Regions from separate parts of the Gossypium arboreum genome. Here region 1 is linked to region 2. A link is a contact called in public Hi-C data. All regions are on one chromosome and are shown on one strand. The core of a region is the stretch at or near the end of the contact, and the rest is flanking DNA. Distances in the headings are between cores, read along the strand shown. Region 1 holds the start of LOC108486415 (protein NRT1/ PTR FAMILY 5.9-like). Region 2 holds the start of LOC108460839.

The links. A called contact is a pair of places that touch in the nucleus more often than the background predicts.
Region 1: a contact with region 2 is called in a Hi-C map of leaf, with 4 times the contacts expected there. The contact joins the promoter of LOC108486415 here to the promoter of LOC108460839 in region 2. A contact is called at or near these places in 3 of 5 Hi-C or Micro-C datasets (all in leaf).

The regions. Positions count from the first base shown.
Region 1 is chr4:11,217,290-11,220,587 of ASM2569848v2, forward strand. LOC108486415 (protein NRT1/ PTR FAMILY 5.9-like) reads left to right here and starts at 1,609. Exons shown (of 4, transcript XM_017790468.2): 1 at 1,609-2,131; 2 at 2,378-2,595. The coding sequence starts at 2,014. It overlaps LOC128291754 (a long non-coding RNA gene), which reads right to left. Exons shown (of 2, transcript XR_008281595.1): 2 at 3,145-3,298.
Region 2 is chr4:10,954,276-10,957,344 of ASM2569848v2, forward strand. It overlaps LOC108460839, which reads left to right and starts at 1,435. Exons shown (of 5, transcript XM_053026991.1): 1 at 1,435-1,670; 2 at 1,799-1,865; 3 at 2,480-3,069. The coding sequence starts at 1,614.

The sequences.
Region 1 (3,298 bases), core at 359-2,858, 260 kb after region 2:
CAAAAATTGGTGGCTTGTACCTGATAAAAATGCTTAAATCGTAAAATCATCTAACACATCTTTGGTTATCATAGTTGTGGCATTGAACCTCTTAATGAATTTTCAGAGAGATTCATCTTCTTCTTATTGTTTAATAGACATGAGGTATGTCACAAAATGCTACAAGTTCTTGTTAGCCAAAAATCTACTCATGAACAGGTCAATTAATTGGTTGAAGGTAGAGATAGAATGCTTCGGAAGTACTAAGTACTAAGCTTAAGCAAAATCCTTCAAAGTCATCAAAAATGTATGACATTTGTTGGAGGCTCCAATTTTGTTCATGTGGTTATTATAACATGCCAAGTGGTCTTGTGGATCACCACGACCATCATAGAACATTTTGGGAAATTTAAATGTTTAGGGGAAATGGTGCAGAAGTATCTTCAATGCTAGAGGTTCGTTGGTGTAGCTTCAAGACAAGCCCGTTGACTTTGGCCATTAAAAGTACCGCATCTCTTTTATTAACTCTTGCATTCTTTCTTCAAAGACATATTCATCAATTTGCTAATGTTGTCCTCTTTTATGGTTTGCGGGGTCATCTTTGTATTGAGAGTTGTGTTATTTTTTATGTGTAGATTGGGTTGTTTCATCCTCTTGTTCCTAAAGATTTTTCCTTTGAGCATTTCTTACCACTCTTAATTTTTCTATAATATTCTCATTTCTCTCATTTCTCTTATCCATCTATTGTTGTTTATCTAACTGTTCTTGAAGAAATCTCTGTTGTTCTTGGTAAAACCTCTGTTAGGAGGACAGCTGTTCTTCAGGTGCCTTCATCTTTTCTTGTATCTATGTGAATGTTGTGAATCTAACTGAGGGTTTTAGGAATTCTGGTCAATTGAGGGGGGCACTAGTATGACTCTAAGGGTCTAGTCATAGTACCAAGGTGTCGGATACTGGTAATACTATTGATAAGGGTTGAAATGTGCATACTAGGTTTCTTAATTTGCCTGTCTAGCACTTGTTTGAGGTTGGTCATGAATGATGTTTCTTGGGGTGTTTGGCAATTGGGACAAGGGTTTTGCTCTCTGATTGGTAGGACGTTGTATCTGGATCGATCATAGTTGACCCACGCTCACCACACTAATTGCTGTTGTTGGAAATCATCAAGAAGAATGGTAGGAAAAGCAATGATTCACCCTTGAGGAGTGAGGAGTCATCATATCGTAATGGTGAGGATAATTGGAAAGGTTGTAGGGGAGATGTCTTAGAAAAGTGAAGTGTTAATTTTGGTCTGGATTTTTTTTTTAGAATGGCCCTATTAGAGAGGAGTGAAAAGGCTTATATACATGGAACAAAGGAAATTCCACTTGTTGAGGCCTCACTAGTGGCAATGTCATGTCTTATCACTTTGTAGAGGTGTCAATGTGATCTTTTAGATTGGTGATACCATAGGGTTGTTTGATAATCAATGGATGTAAGGCTCCATGTAATCTTGACAAGGGTAGTCCATGTTGGAGAGTTCCTTAGTGTAACGTTTGTTCAAGGGTGACTCCACGTTGTGGATTAGCTCAAGGGTGACACGTGTATCTGTCTACTAAGGTGGGATAACACTTCTCTACCCATATCGGTGTTTAAAATTAAAAGATTTCCGATCACTTTAATAAATTCTCTAACCAATTAAAATAAGTTTTTTTTACTACTCTCTTTTAATTCACTACATATCTTGAATTAATGGATAATGCTGAAATTTCTATAAATCTAATTTTCTATCATATAAAATATATAATATTTCAAATATAAGCAATGCTGTTTGTGCAGCTTGCTTTAGAGACTATATATTATACTGTGACTGTGATTACTCAACAAAAATAAAATGTTATTTTCTAGTTCTCTGCAATAAAACCCGTTTTGGAACAGATTGGAATTAAAAGTGGGAGGAAGCAGCAATCTCTCTGACTGGTGTATAGCAGCTCCTGATTCTCTGACAAGACAGCAGCCTGTCGTGTTTTGTTTTGAATCAGTTGTATTGGTCTTATGTGTATAAAATCTCAAACCCATTTCAATTCGTTTAGCAGATTGCTTTCTCTTTCAATATATATGTCTGGTGGTGGAAGAGTTCAGGGACTTTCCAGGTCATGTATTCTTCTTATAGGTAACTATCATCGTTTCATATATATTCATTGTATAAGTTAACTTGATGTTGCTGGTTACTAGCATGCATTTCTGCACGAAACAACCTGTTCTTTTAATCGGTTTAGGGTTATATGATTCCGATTTAGGTGGGCATAATAGATATAAATATGTTTCTAATGCGAGTATATGTTCATTTTTTTTTAAATGTTGAGATTATCATAAATTTAAGTAAATATTTAAGATTCGGGTTTCTTTTATTTGATAGTGATTGCTGGCATGGAGAGGTTTGCATTCAAAGGGGTGGCATCGAATTTGGTTACATATCTCACAGATGTAGTGCAAATGAGCAATTCTTCAGCAGCCAAAACAGTTAACAGTTGGTGTGGATTCACTTCAATGTTGCCACTGTTGGTGGCACCCTTGGCTGACTCTTTTTGGGATAGATATTCAACCATTTTGACCTCATCTTTCGTCTATGTTTTGGTGAGTCCACGCTTCTTTGTTCTCCATTCTAGGGCTTGCATGTCATGGAAATTTGAGTTTTTGATCCTTTGAACCACTTCATTTTCAGAGCCATATTTGTTTATTATCATCAAAATGGGACAAAGGAGTACCAACATCTTAGCACTAAAGATGTTGGACCCTGACCCATCCCAACTTTTCATTCTTTTAATTGCAACATAATTTTTTATTATTGTTATATAAATCTTTGTGACTTTAATATCGTAACAATTGTTATTTCCTAATTTCAGTTTTTTTGGTTGTTGGCGTTCATTTTCGATTTAATCAAAATGGTCAAATCATGCATCCTTTGTTATTTTGATGGGAATTTGCTGCCATGGATAGCACCAACCTCTTTTTTTGGCTTTTATCTCGAACCTCTTGCAAGATTCATGGCTTACCTAACCTCTGCAAAGAGTTAACCTTTCTCAGTGGGTATTTAGCCTATAACATTTTAATATTTTAAAGAGATATATTTGAACCTTTTTTGGAAAGTGGTTGAACCTGTTTGCACTAACCAGAAATGGACACTTTTCCCTCAAAATGATCTGGTATCATATTAGGCCTACTTGAAAGAGACATGGCATCCATATTAGTAATTCATGTTATAAGGTTGACATATCTGTATATTTATACTGTATTCATGCTAGTTTTTCGTTTGTTATAGTAATTTACATCGGTTTTT
Region 2 (3,069 bases), core at 185-2,684:
GTAAGATGTCCGTCCTCAATTTATTCACTTCCTACCAAGGACATTCTTCCACTGTGTACACCTTTGCTGGCAAAGGATTCATTCATGCAATACATAAAGGAACACCTTATGAATATCCCAAACATCTCTTCCTTAATTACTTTCCCTGCTACTCTTCCTACTTGTTTCTCGTGTAATTCACTCTGTTTTTTTTTTCTTAGTTGTTATTAGTTTTAGTTTTCATTTCCATGAAGACTAATGCAGAAAAGTGGAGGCCTCTTAACGTTGTCATCACGTTGACTGAAGCTAATTATGGACCTAGTTTGATAGTTGAGAGGCTAAAATGCAATTATCAACCATTAATTCTCCGATAGTTTAGTTTTTAACGCTGCCAGTGTAGGAGTCACTGTGCAACAGTTTGATCAAAGTTTTCTGCTTTCCTATAAAATGAAGCAGAAAAAGGATGGGAACAAGCGACTGTAAGTTGTGTTACACCATTAATAGAATTTCTACTTTTATAAAAAGAAATAATGGTTAAAAATATAGTAGGAAAAGACAGCTAGTTTTGCTCCTACTCTGGTAGTCTGGCCCAAAAATAAAGTGTGATAAGATATTTGGGAAATAGGCCCATAAGATGATATAGCGCTAACAGATTTGTCGAATCTGGACTATCCACGTGGCCTTTTATAAGAACATGCTTATTTTCTTACGCCAATTCAACCAAATTCAAATAATTAATAATCTTATTATTTTCCTAAAATACCCTCCTAACTTACTAAAATTTCTTACTCAACCTTTTCATATTAAAAATTTGGCTTTGTTTTTGGTGTTCTTTAATCGCCAATTATATTCAAAAGACCTTATTGCTAGCATCCCATTTCGAAAAAAAGAAAAGAAAATTCTTTAATTTTTACTTTCACATGAGAGATTAATAGCCTAAAAATTTGGCCTGTAATTTTTATTATATTTTCAAATATATTTTGAAAGTTTTGTTATTCTATAAGTTCTCTCATTTATTTATTCTTTTAGGAATTTTGTCAAATTTTAAATTAAAAATAAATTTTAAGATAAAGAAAGAAAGAGACTTAATATTCAAGAAAATTGGACTTGTCACACACAATTTATGAGTGAAAAAGAAGCAAATTGTTTTAAAAAGGAAATGCTTTCAGTGAAAATAGTCATAAAAAGAGATTTTCCATGAATAGATATTAATTATATATTGTACAAAATTTTATTTAATAATATAATAAGAAAAAAATTCTCATTTAATTTTCCAGCTGATGCCAAAGTAGTGAAATTTAAAATTTCATTAAAAAATAGTTTACCATTATTTAAAGTAGAGTAAATAATAAGGAATTCTTTATTTAAAACATAAAAACAATTTGGTAAAAAATTCAAATGGCAAGGGCATTATAGTAAGTAGACTTTTATATAAATAGAAAGAAATCAATTCTAAGGAGGGGTGTGCAGAGTTTGTGTGTGTATCTCATTCTATCCATTTTCAGCCGTTTGATCGTCATTCTATCCGGTAATCCGTTATTTCTCTCCTCCGGCGTTAATCTCCTTCTTCGTCGTACACTGTTTTCCTCTTCGCCAAACACCCAAAAGGATTTTTATTGTATCAGTTTCTCACCATGGTTTCTGATTTCGCCTCCAATGTTTCTCTGCCTTGCCCTTCTAAGAAGAAGAGAGTGAGTAATTTTTTTTAAAAATAATTTGTTTTTGTTTCATGAGGAAATGTAGATTAAGATTAGTTTCATATTTTGAGAGTTTTTTTTTCTTTTTCTTTGTCTCTTTCTTTTTTTTTTTGGTTATCTAGACAAATAGATTAGCGAAATTGAAGCAGTATAAGCTCGATGTTAGGCGTGAACAATGGCTGTCTCAAGGTAATCTTCTTTTTCTTTTTAATTATTATATTATTTTTATTTTGAATGTGATTCTTTCAATAGAAACTAGAAAGATTGATTTTTTTTTTAATGAACTGAATGGAGCATTATTGAAAGGGCACTTGTTTGAACAAAAAGAGTTAATTGTTAGGAATGAATCGCTTATATTGGACGTTGTGGTTTTGGACGTGTGATAGGAAAATAAATTGGGAATTTCGAGTACTTATCGTTAGGGCTATTCTTTTCGTTTTATTAAGCCAAATGAATGCCTTACATATTTTTATCGACATGGTTTTGTTGAGTTCCTTCTTTTTTTTCTTTTGACCATTTTTAATATTTTTTTAGTATTGAAAGTTGGTGGATGCACATTCTGAGTATCAAATACATAGAAGAACTATAGGGAGAGAGTTGTGATAAAAGCAAAAAGCTTTTGACCCAAGGTAAATTTACTGGTGGGATCTAGGAACTAATATGAAAGAAGCAATTTTTATCTTATTTATGAGGTGAATGATTAAGATGGCTTTTGGGTTTGGATTGGTAAAAATTACCAAGTTACTGCATTTTTAGTAAATTCAATTGGTTGTGCTCATAATGGAGTCGGATTGCAAATGCAGTAAAGAACAAGGACTGCAAAGTGGATTTGAATGGGTGTGCTGGGTCTCCTCCATTTTCCACAAAGAGAGCTGATGAACAGAACAAATCATTGCGCAATTTGGAAACAAATTTGAGGGAAGAGGAAAGTGAAGATGCACTGAGCATTCATGAAAGTGATTTGGAGTCCTTGATGAACTGCCCCATTCAAAGCAATCTGGGAAAAAATGACACAAAAGAAGCTATTAGTGCACATAGCTGCAGTGGCAGTAGCAGTGGTTCTTGTTCTGGAAGTGTCAGTGAGGAAGAGAAGGATGGGTGCCTAGACAATTGGGAGGATGTTGCAGATGCCTTGAGTGCAGATGACAGTCAACATAACTCACCCATGAATTCTCCTGCTAAATCTGAAACAATGGTTGAATGTGCTGGTGCTGACCAACAGTTCAAGGACCAAGGAATAGATCAGTCAAATTCAGAGAGTAAGCAAACAGTTTATGGTTCCCATACGAATTGTCGAGCATGGAGACCTGATGATGTTTTGCGTCCTCGAAGTCTGCCAAGCCTTTCTAAACAGCATGACATTTCTTTGAATTCGGATTGGTATAGTGGCCAT